2 separate regions of the Mus musculus genome follow, and region 1 is linked to region 2. Evidence: chromatin contacts called from public Hi-C data. All regions are on one chromosome and are shown on one strand. Each heading gives the region's core, a stretch centred on a gene start, on an enhancer-like site or on the middle of the called end of the contact. The rest is flanking DNA. Distances are from core to core; before and after follow the strand shown. Region 1 has its middle 9.8 kb from the start of Gm38791. Region 2 has its middle 25 kb from the start of Gm33318.

Region 1 (5,054 bases), core at 263-2,762, 240 kb before region 2:
TTCCTTGTTTTCTTCTGTAATATAAGTCTGATGTTCGCTTTGAGAAATTACATTTAGATCCAACACTCTCTCGTGTTTGTGTCTGTTTGTCACTTGCCAACTCCTTGCTCACCTGAGTACCGGGACCCGGAATTCTTCTGCGGGTTGAGGGACTCCTACTGAGCCAGCCCACGGCACAGTGCCCCACTTTAAAATCCATATAAAGTTCTCAAAGCAATGATGTTTGGTAGAAGCCTCTTCAGAAGAGCCTGCTGGTGGCTGATTGCAGTTAGTAACAGCTTTCTGGGGGTGATAGGGACAGCCTGGGGTACAAAGGTACTTTCAGGAGCAAGGGAAGGAACACAGCTATGCAGGCGGCTGATATAAGACTTCTCAGACCCAGGGTGACTCAAGGCCAGAATGAATGAGAGCACAGCCACATGGCTATTGTATTTATGGGGAGGGGTATGCCTCCAAGGTAGCAGAGAAGAGCAATTTGGGGTTGTCAATGTTTGACACAAGAAGTTCCTGGGGGTGGCATCTAAGAGATAATTGAGACAGATTTTACATACAGTCATGTCCCCAAACAAAACATCAGAAGATGGATTTGAACATAAAATTAACTAGGGAATAAAATCAATCTTCATCCTCCTCTCTCTTTTTCCCTCTTTACTGTATAAAACCCAGGGCTTTGTATGTTCTAGGCAAGTTGTCTATGACTGAGTTACATCTCTAGTCCTCCTATCAAAATTTCTTAAGGGGCTGGGTATTGTGGCACATACCTTTAATCCTGGCACTTGGGGGGCAGAGGCAGGCAGATCTCTGTGAGTTTGAGGCCAGCCTGGTTTATAAAGAGTTCCAGGACAGTTGGAGCTACACAGAGAAACCAAAACCAACTAACCAACCAACAAAAAATTTCTTAAGAAAATTTCTCAAAGATGAATTCTAAAATTCAAGGTATGATTGAGGAAGATATTCCAAAAGATTTAGGGAAAGAGATCAGTATCTACCACCCTAGAAGATGCCCCTTTGGAACAATGATCATTTAGTGTTAAAGGTGCTAAACATTTAAGAGATCCCTGCCAATTTTTTTTCTGCCTAAAAGCAGGGAACAAATTTCCTTTTAAAGAAGATGCCTTTTATATTTCCTGAAAGAGTGTTTGTCATAAAAAATGAAGAGCTTGTTGTGCCCAGACCTAGGGGTCCCCACAGACCATCAGAAACCACCAAGAGTCCAACTTATATGTAAAAGCTAAGTCTTTATTCAAGCTCAAACTTTGACATCTCCAACCTCTCCAATGCAGTGGATGGGTGTGAAAGGCCCTGAGCTGGTGAAGCCCTCTCTATTTATTACAGTTTCAGTACGGTAAGGGGCTTTCCAACTTGGCAGCTACATGATTGGTTGACATTTGAAAATTACAGCTTGGCACATTTCTACTGGCTAGTGATGATTTCAGCTTGGTATGAATAATAGTGGCTTGCTTAAGCAATCTATTTTGAGACATCTGGAACAGTAAGTACTTTCCTCCCAAGAGCTGATTGGCTGTTACTAGGGAGTGGAGTGGCTGTTTGCTAGAGGAGTTGTGGCCTTTGTAGGAGTGTCTTAGTTCCTGGAACAAATTCTGCTTTTTCCAGTAACTGAGCTCATGTTAAGGTCAAGCTTAACATAAGATGGACTCTGAATCCAAAATGGAGTTTGTAATGTTAGACTGGGTCCTTCAGAGCCAATGCCAAGCTGAGGTTATTGAAGCAGATCTTATTACACTAGCATTTATCACCCATAAACCCCCACTATATTTCACAGTCACATTCTCCTGATTTATTTCCCTTGAAGCTCAGATTGTCTTCCCTTTGTTTAGAGGCTAAAACATCACATTTGTTCATTCCTTCTTATGATATGGTCCTTGTAAACCCAATCAGAATGCACAGGCTTTCTGCTAATCTGTAGCTTAGGCCCCTGGCACTGTAATCCAAGAGGGTACAGAAAAGTTTTTCTCTATGATGAACAGTAAAGGACAGTAAATGTATCCACTGTAGAACTGAAACTGGACAAAAAGGGGGAGGAAGACTAAAGTTACAGATTTAAACATATATAGAAGTAATATAAAAAAAATTATACAACATCAAAACTTGGAGGAGGAAAATAGAAATTCTGAATTTACTTGCCTAGAATGGGTTATGTCCCCAGTTCCTTAAGAAAAAAGATTTCTTTTATCTATCTATCTATCTATCTATCTATCTATCTATCTATCTATCTATGAATATATGTGGGTGTAGGTGTTGTTGTTACAGGTGTTTGCAGACACCCAACTTTTTAAATGAGTGCTTGAATCTGAACTCTGGTCTTCATGATTGTGCAATAAAGGCTCTTGAAGCTGAGCTATCTCTCCAGCCCCTATTCCTGCCATCTTTAACACATATTTCCAAGGTAGAGTAAATTAATATTCTACTTTAGATTATTATTCTACCTTAGATTATTATTATCCATGTTTATGGGAAATCAATGTATATAACCTAAGGATGACAAATAATGGAATTGTCATTTTTTTACTTAACAGGCATACTGAGAAGTATCAAACTGACCAGTAGAAGAAGCAGAGGAGGGATGGAAAAAGAAAAGGAAAAGCATTGTGAAGTCATTATTCCTCCTGTTGGGAATGTCCTTAGTACAAGGAAAGGGAAGTATGGTGTAAGTCAAACAATAGAAATGGGGAAAGCTCAGGGATGTTGGCTTCCACAGTGATGAGAGAAATGCAAATATAAACAATGGTGTGATATTACCACAAACCCACCAAGATTGTTAAGACACAAAATGAGACCATAGAAATTATGTTAGTATTTCAACCCTAGATAGAATAAACCAGTTCATACAAGGCTATAGCATATAGCCACTAGACTAAGCTGGCTACAGGGAGACTGTGATTGTTATTTTTGGTTGTCAACTTGGCTACATCTGGAATTAACTAAAACCCTAAAATGGCTCATCATACCTGTGTGTGGGGAAACCCTGCTACCTAGTCTACCATGACCTGATAGCGGCTCTGAGCTCCGAGCAAAATGAAAGACTCTTTACCAGCAGGATTTCCCCTTCTTCCCTTGTCTACATGATACAGATGGCACACCACATGGAAAGCAAGAATGCACTATTAATTTGGGGATTCTTGAATGGCATACACACATGCAAATGATATAAGTCTAGGAAGAGGAGAAAATTGGTTTCTCAGCAAGCTGAGCTGAGTCACATGGCTCCAGGGCATGAAAACTAGGACATAGGAATATAGCCTGAAAATAGCATTATACAGTAAGTAGAAGGGAATTTAAGTTTACATTATATAAATAATTCAGATCTTATGAAGGTCAAGGCAGGGAACAGCTAAAGCACTGTCTCATTGGTTAATAATTGTTTACATTGCTTTATTTGCTTTGAATTGTTTTAATCATCAAAATGAGTGTGGTTGAGTCTGGTGGTTATACTAAAACTCTTCTGGGAGAGAAGTCAAGTTAAATGGTCAATGAATTCTAGTTATTGGACCAAGGACATGCTATTTTTGGAAGAAAGGCTCTGTATTTGTGTTGACAGGAAAGGAGAATAGTCTGTGGACCCCTTCCAGAGTGGTATGGATCAGATATGATGGGGGGAACCCCCTGAAGAACTAGAAAAGTTTAAGAAAATCAAACATTCACATAGCATGAATGAAAACTTATTACAATTGGCTATCGATAAAATTAACTCATAAAAAGACAGTTGTCTTTTTTTTTAGATTTATTTATTTATTTATTTATTATTTAAGTACACTGTAGCTGTCTTCAAACACTCCAGTGTCAGATCTCATTACAGATGGTTGTGAGCCACCATGTGGTTGCTGGGATTTGAACTCAGGACCTTCAGAAGAGCAACTGATGTTCTTTACCACTGATCCATCTCTCTAGCCCCCAAGACAGTTGTCTTCTACCTGCTCAAACAAAGAGCAGAATTTCATCCTTAACTGATCTGTGCATCCTGCACAATCCATAAGAAAATCTTACTGGTACCAAAAATTTTGGTTTTAAGATTCATATGTTGCAGCTCTGACAAGATTCATCCGCTGGGATGCTGAACTAACTAACCTACTGTTCCAACCCCCTGCCTGCTTCCTGATGTGGTCCAGAGACTTGTTTCCAGAATAGCTTTAGGATTGCTGCTGATTCTAGGTCATCTCACCTTATCCAACCTTTCAGACAGATCTGGTGAGAACTTCAGTCAAGCGTTGAACCATCCAAATATGCAGAGACTGGATAACAGATGCTAAAGCTAGCTTTCTTAAGTCTAACTAGTTTTTCTAATTTTCCTATCCCCCTACCCCCCAAGTCTTTAGAGAATTTCTTGTTAACACTATTCAGCAGGAAGAAGTTATGGAGAGTTGTCATCATGATCCCTTGGCTTTAGGTGTCTGGTTATAGTTATTTTATAAATTATAGATAGGTTGTCATTTTAAGGGATAATTTGGAAATGGTCATAATTTTGAGCAGGAAGGAAATAGATGGGAAGGATTACTAATTTCATTCTTGAACAAGGCATTGTGTAAAAATAATCTTTTGATAGAAATCTTTGTAGTTGATACAAATTGAATTTATAAGTTTTACATGGGTACAAAATTCTATATTAATACAGAATTTTAGGTTTTCATTGGTATGAATCTGTATATTGATACAAAATTTGAAATTAATATTGTTACTCTTAGATAGGCATTGTGCCTATACAACTCATTTAAGAATATGAGGCTTAGACCCAGTCCTTCTAACAACTGCTTGACAAACTGTTTAAGATGACTAAGTAATACAAGTTAAGGGCCAGATAGCCAACTCATGGTTATATTAGATTCTGATTTATTTATAGTAAAGTGTTTTCAGTTTAGCTGTTCAAGGATACTATCTTAGATAGTCTTCAAAAACATAAAAAATTCATAGAATGTGACATTTAATGTTATTTCATTATTAAGGATCTTTTGACTGTGAGACAGGTCTACTCCTGACAGTTTCCCCATACACCTTCCAAGAAAAATTGAGCATTGTTACCTCCAGGCAAGGTTGCTTAT
Region 2 (5,292 bases), core at 2,243-4,742:
AATTTAATTCCCATCCATCAGAGAGAATCACTGGGGCTAAGGCATGGCTGTCTCCCTCCCTCAACCTTTTGGACACCTGGCAGTGAGTCCAATTGGTTCATTATGGTTTTAAGACAACTTAAAAGTACCTTCTCAAACTTTTGAAAGTAATTTGGACATAAAAGTTTGCTTCACTAACTCAGACCAATATTTCCAGGAAATGAAAGTTTCCAGTTCCTTTAAATATGTTCTCCAAGTGATGGAAAGTTCTAGAAGGTGTTAGGAGGGCTTAGGTGAAGACATTCTTAAAAGAGATACCAGCATTGTGGATTCCACATAATGTGGTAGAGACAGACAGAGCACCACAGGACACAGAGAGGGACATAATGAGAGAGATGTAATGATCTGCCCATGAGCTATCCTGTGTTAGATGAAGCTTCTCTTCTATCAATCAACAAATCCATGCTGCAAAGACAATAAATGCAGTCATTTTGATTTTCAAGTTTTACAACCTTTGTCACCATGCTGCTTTCTTTTTGAGCACACCAGAGCAAGGCCATACCTCCTAACAGAGCCACTTTCTGTGGCCAAGCATTCAAACACATGAATTTATGGGGGCCATTCCTATCTAGTCAGCACAATACTATAATGATACGTTTATTTTCAAACCTGACCATTTGGTTTTGGATAACCAACTGGTGTGTTATTCTTTGAGGAATACTATTTCTCCTTCTCTTAGCATTTCTTAGTTGCTTGTAGTTCTTTGTGTAGGGTTGAGGCCTCATAGACTTTACCCAATCCATTTGGTATGTCTATCGGTGTCATCTTTGTTCAGCTCATGTTCATCAGTCATGTTGATGACTTTATAGTTGTTGCTTGTGACAACACTGGGAGACACAGTCACACAGCAGACTCCCTGACCCTATAGCTTTTACAGTCTTCCCCCTGACTTCTAGAGTGTTCCCTGTGCTTAGGTGTAGGAGTTGCTCTGTATGTGTATCCTTTGGGACTGGGCTCCACAACTTTGCATTTTTATTGGTTGTGGTTCTGTAATGGTCTCTGTTCGTTGCAAAGAGAAATTTCCTTGACAAGGGGTGAGGGTCATATCTTTCTGTGGGTATATGGACAAATGTTTAGATGTTGTTAGGGATATTCTGGTTTAGTAAAGTAGGGGTTGTAGGCCCTCCTTTGAGGTCCATTTTATTTTACTAGCCCTTCATAATTGACTAAGTTTTCAGTACCAAGCATGATGAAAAGGTCTTTAGTGTTTTTCTTCCTTTTTATATTTTTCACTTGGGTTGTTGCTGCTGTGCTTTTCTACTTCAGTGTGATTTATTGAAAGATTAGCTTTGGACTAGAAAGATGGCTTAGAGGTTAAGAGCAATGTCTGCTCTTGCCGAGAACCTAGGTGCAATTCCAAGCACCCACATGGTAATTCACAACCATATATGACTCCAGCACCAAGGGAATTTGATGGCCTCTTCTGGCCTCTGTGGGTACTACATGCATTTATGGTGCATATACATACATGTAGGTAAAACATTCATACACATAAAATAAAAATAAATCCTAAAAACAAGAAATTTTATCATTTACACATGGGTTTGCCTTAGTTCCTTCATCAAGGCTGAGTTGAGTGTGAGTGGGTCTGTTGCTAGAAGTTGCTAGGTGTTTTTCTGGAGAGTGCACCCACTTTTCCATGAACTGCCTGGTTTTTGTTTTTGTTTTTGTTTTTGTTTTTTTGGCATTTATTTCATTTACATTTCCAATGCTATCCCAAAAGTCACCCACACGCTCCCCCACCCACTCCCACTTCTTGGCCCTGGCATTCCCCTATACTGAGGTATATAAAGTTTGCACAACCAATGGGCCTCTCTTTTCACTGATGGCCGACTAGGCCATTTTCTGATACATATGCAACTAGAGACATGAGCTCCGGGGGTGGGGGGTACTGGTTAGTTCATATTGTTGTTCCACCTATAGGGTTGCAGATCCCTTCAGCTCCTTTCTCTAGCTCCTCCATTGGGGGCCCCGTGATCCATCCAATAGCTGACTGTTAGCATCCACTTCTGTGTTTGCTAGGCCCCAGCATAGTCTCACAAGAGACAGCTCTATCTGGGTCCTTTCAGCAAAATCTTGCTAGTGTATGCAATGGTGTCAGCGTTTGGAAGCTGATTATGGGATGGATCCCTGGATATGGCAGTCTCTAGATGGTCCATCCTTTCGTCTCAGCTCCAAACTTTGTCTCTGTAACTCCTTCCATGGGTGTTTTGTTCCCAATTCTAAGAAGGGGCAAAGTTTCTATAGCAAGTCCTGAAATTGGGTAGTGTTAGCCCTCTGACATCCATACTCTCCTTCAAATTGGTGTTGGCTATTTGAAGTTTTTCGCTTTCCATATAAATCTTAGAATTACTTTGTTGATTTTCAAACGATGACTTAAGACTTTGATTGGAATTGCATTGAATCCATAAGTGCAATTGGGTTTAATGATGTCTTTGCATTATTTCAGCTTTCTCCCGTGTACATGGAAATTATCTGTTTAGATCTTTTATTTCACATTTTCCTAAGGTAGATCATATATATGTATATCATATATATAAATCAGATATATAGTTTTGGTAGTCAAGTACATTGTCTTGCTCAGTACTGGCATGTAACTAGGCATGGTGATACATACTTTACAGTCCCAACATCCTGGAATCTGAGGCAAGAAAACTATGAGTTAAAGACTGAACTACATAGCAAGATTCTTGTCTTCTTGGTTGTAAGATAGCTTTTACCAACTGAGCCATGCGTCTAGTCCTACATAGCAGGATTCTTAAAAAATAAATGTAAGAAAGAAAAAAATGAAGGAGGGCCTTTGAGATGGCTTAACATGTAAAGGCACTTGCTGCTCCAGTCTGGTAACCTGAGTTTGATCCCAGTACCTATATAAAGGTGGAAGAAGAGAACTAACTCCAAATGTTGTCTTCTGATCCCCACAAATGTGCTGTTGTACATCTTCCGATCATGTATACATGCAGGAACACACAAACACACACACATGCATCATTATCATCCTCATTATCATAATAATAATATAATTTTTAAAAGATAGAAAGAATGGGTGAAGGGAGGGAAGGAAAGGGCAGATAGTTTTTTTTGTGAATCAATTTTTCTTTCCTCATATAACTGTTATAATTGCTTATCAGTTTTAAGAAACTTCTTGATCTTGTCTCTGTTTTTTATTCTTTCGTGTGTGGAGGTGATTGAGATAATTGTTTTCAAGTGATCAATCATCTTTGTATAACTAGAATAAATATCACTTAGCTGTGAATACTGGCTGATTTTGGGTGTCAACTTGACATAAGCTAGAGTCATCAGAGAGGCAGGAGCCTCAGTTGAGGAAATGCCTCTATGAGATTCAGCAGTAAGGCATTTTTGACACAGCAATAAAACCTCAACTAAGACACTGTGGTATGTCGGTTTTTAATGCATGGCGGGGCTGGGTAACATTTTGTTGAGAATTTATGTGACACACACTCTGGTCTGTAGAATTCCTTTCTGGTAATCTTGTTGTCTGATTTGCATTATGGTAATGCAGAGCTCCTCGTATAACTTAGGAAGTTTCCTTTCTGGCTCTGTTTAGGAGGCTGCAGAAAGCTGGTACAGTTTCTTCTTTGTTTGGTAGACGCCATCTGTTGAACATCTGGTCCTGTACTTTCTGTTTTAAAACTGTGTTCACTACCGATTCCATTTCTTTACCAGAGATAGACCTACTCATGTTTCTGCATGTGGGGATTGATCTAGGTTTTCAAATATGTAGGCACAGACTAGTCATAATAGCCTTCCTTCCTCCCTCCCCCTCCCCTCCTCCTCCCTTCCCTCCCGCTTTCCCTCCTTTCCCCTTCCCTTTCCTTTCCATTTTCCTTCCCTCCCATTTATCTTTCTCTTCTGTTCTTTCCTCCCTCTATTCTTCCCTCAGTCCTTCTGTCTGTCCCCTCCCTCCTTTCTTTTCTTCCTTGCAGTTCTGAAAACCAAACTCAGGGCTTTTCACATACTGTGTAAGTTCTCTACCACTGAGATACACTCAGTTTCTCTCTGTCTCTCTGTCTCTTTCTCAGTGTGTGTGTGTGCACACATGTGCCCATGTACATGGGAGGCAGAGTCTTTCTCTCTGGCCTGGAGTTCATCAACAGACTGGGAATCCCAGGACCTGCTTGCTTCTGCCTGCCCACTGTTGGGATAAGAGGCATTCACAACCCTGTGCCATCCTTCTTTGTGTTCTGGGCTCTGACTCAAGCCACCATGCTTGCATGCATGCACTTTACCAACAGAGCCATCTCTCCAGCCCTGGTTTTTAGTTTCTTAAAGTGAAACCTTAGATTGATTTTTGTCATCTTTCATATTTTCTTTGCATATATTTTGATGCTATATTTTCTTACTGTTGCTTTTACTGTATCCCCCATTTTTAAAAATAGGGTTTTTTTGTTTTGTTTTGTTTTGGTTTGGTTTGGTTTTTTGGTTTGGTTGTTTGGTTGGCTAGTTGGTTTTTTTATTGTTTTTGCTGCCATTGTTGCTTGAGACAGGGTGTCATTTAGATTAACCTTGAATTTATTATGTAGCTGAGACTGTCCTTGAATTTTTTTGTGTTTTTTGTTTGTTTGTTTTTGAGACAAGTTGTCTCTGTGTAACAGCCCTTGCTATTCTGGATATTCTAGAGCATGCTTTGTAGACCAGGCTGGCCTTGAACTCACAGAGATCCACCTGCATCTGCCTCCCAAGTGCTGGGATCACAGGCTTGTTCTGCTACCACCTGGCCTGTCCTTCAACTCTTGATTCTTCTACCTCCATCTCCTGAGTGCTGAGACTACAAGGAACCTACTGCAGAAGGCAGTTTCTCTGAGTAAAGCAGACAGCAGCACTAATCTATACACATAAATACAATTGTGCAGAAGACATCTGATGAGCACATCATATCCATTTAGGGAGGGAAAAGGACGCCTATACTATGGTCTCCGACCTTCTCAACCATGGACTTTTGACCAGGTTTATAGTACCAGATGCAGAGTGGACCCCAAACCTCTTAATAGCGTTCTCACGCCCGGCCAGGAAAGACGCAACAAACCAAAATCTTCTGCGGCAAAACTTTATTGCTTACATCTTTGGGAGCCAGGAGGGCAAGCGCCCAGCGCCCAGCCCCAAAAACGAAAGCCCCTTCAATTACATCTTTAGGAGCCAGAGCTCCGGCGCGCGCGCTCTATTGTTTACATCTTTAGGCAGCGAGCGAGCGCAGGGCGCGCAGAGCCAGAGAGATGCCAGCGAGAGAGAATG

The links. Hi-C and Micro-C count contacts between places; a contact is called where the count stands out from the background.
Region 1: a contact with region 2 is called in a Hi-C map of adipose-derived mesenchymal stem cells, with 4 times the contacts expected there. The contact joins two enhancer-like sites. A contact is called at or near these places in 2 of 484 Hi-C or Micro-C datasets (adipose-derived mesenchymal stem cells and embryonic fibroblasts) and 3 of 115 datasets of contacts at active chromatin or transcription factors (embryonic stem cells, memory CD8 T cells and pancreatic cancer cells).

What each region holds. Positions count from the first base shown.
Region 1 is chr6:37,702,294-37,707,347 of GRCm38.p6, reverse strand. No RefSeq gene overlaps it. Among named protein-coding and RNA genes, the nearest start is that of Gm38791, 9.8 kb to the left of the region's middle. Within about 2 kb of position 1,512, at least 57 of the 459 cell types and tissues checked have an H3K27ac peak or open chromatin away from gene starts, as enhancers often do. A contact at or near this core is called in adipose-derived mesenchymal stem cells, where this site is marked.
Region 2 is chr6:37,464,366-37,469,657 of GRCm38.p6, reverse strand. No RefSeq gene overlaps it. Among named protein-coding and RNA genes, the nearest start is that of Gm33318, 25 kb to the right of the region's middle. Within about 2 kb of position 3,492, at least 60 of the 459 cell types and tissues checked have an H3K27ac peak or open chromatin away from gene starts, as enhancers often do. A contact at or near this core is called in adipose-derived mesenchymal stem cells, where this site is marked.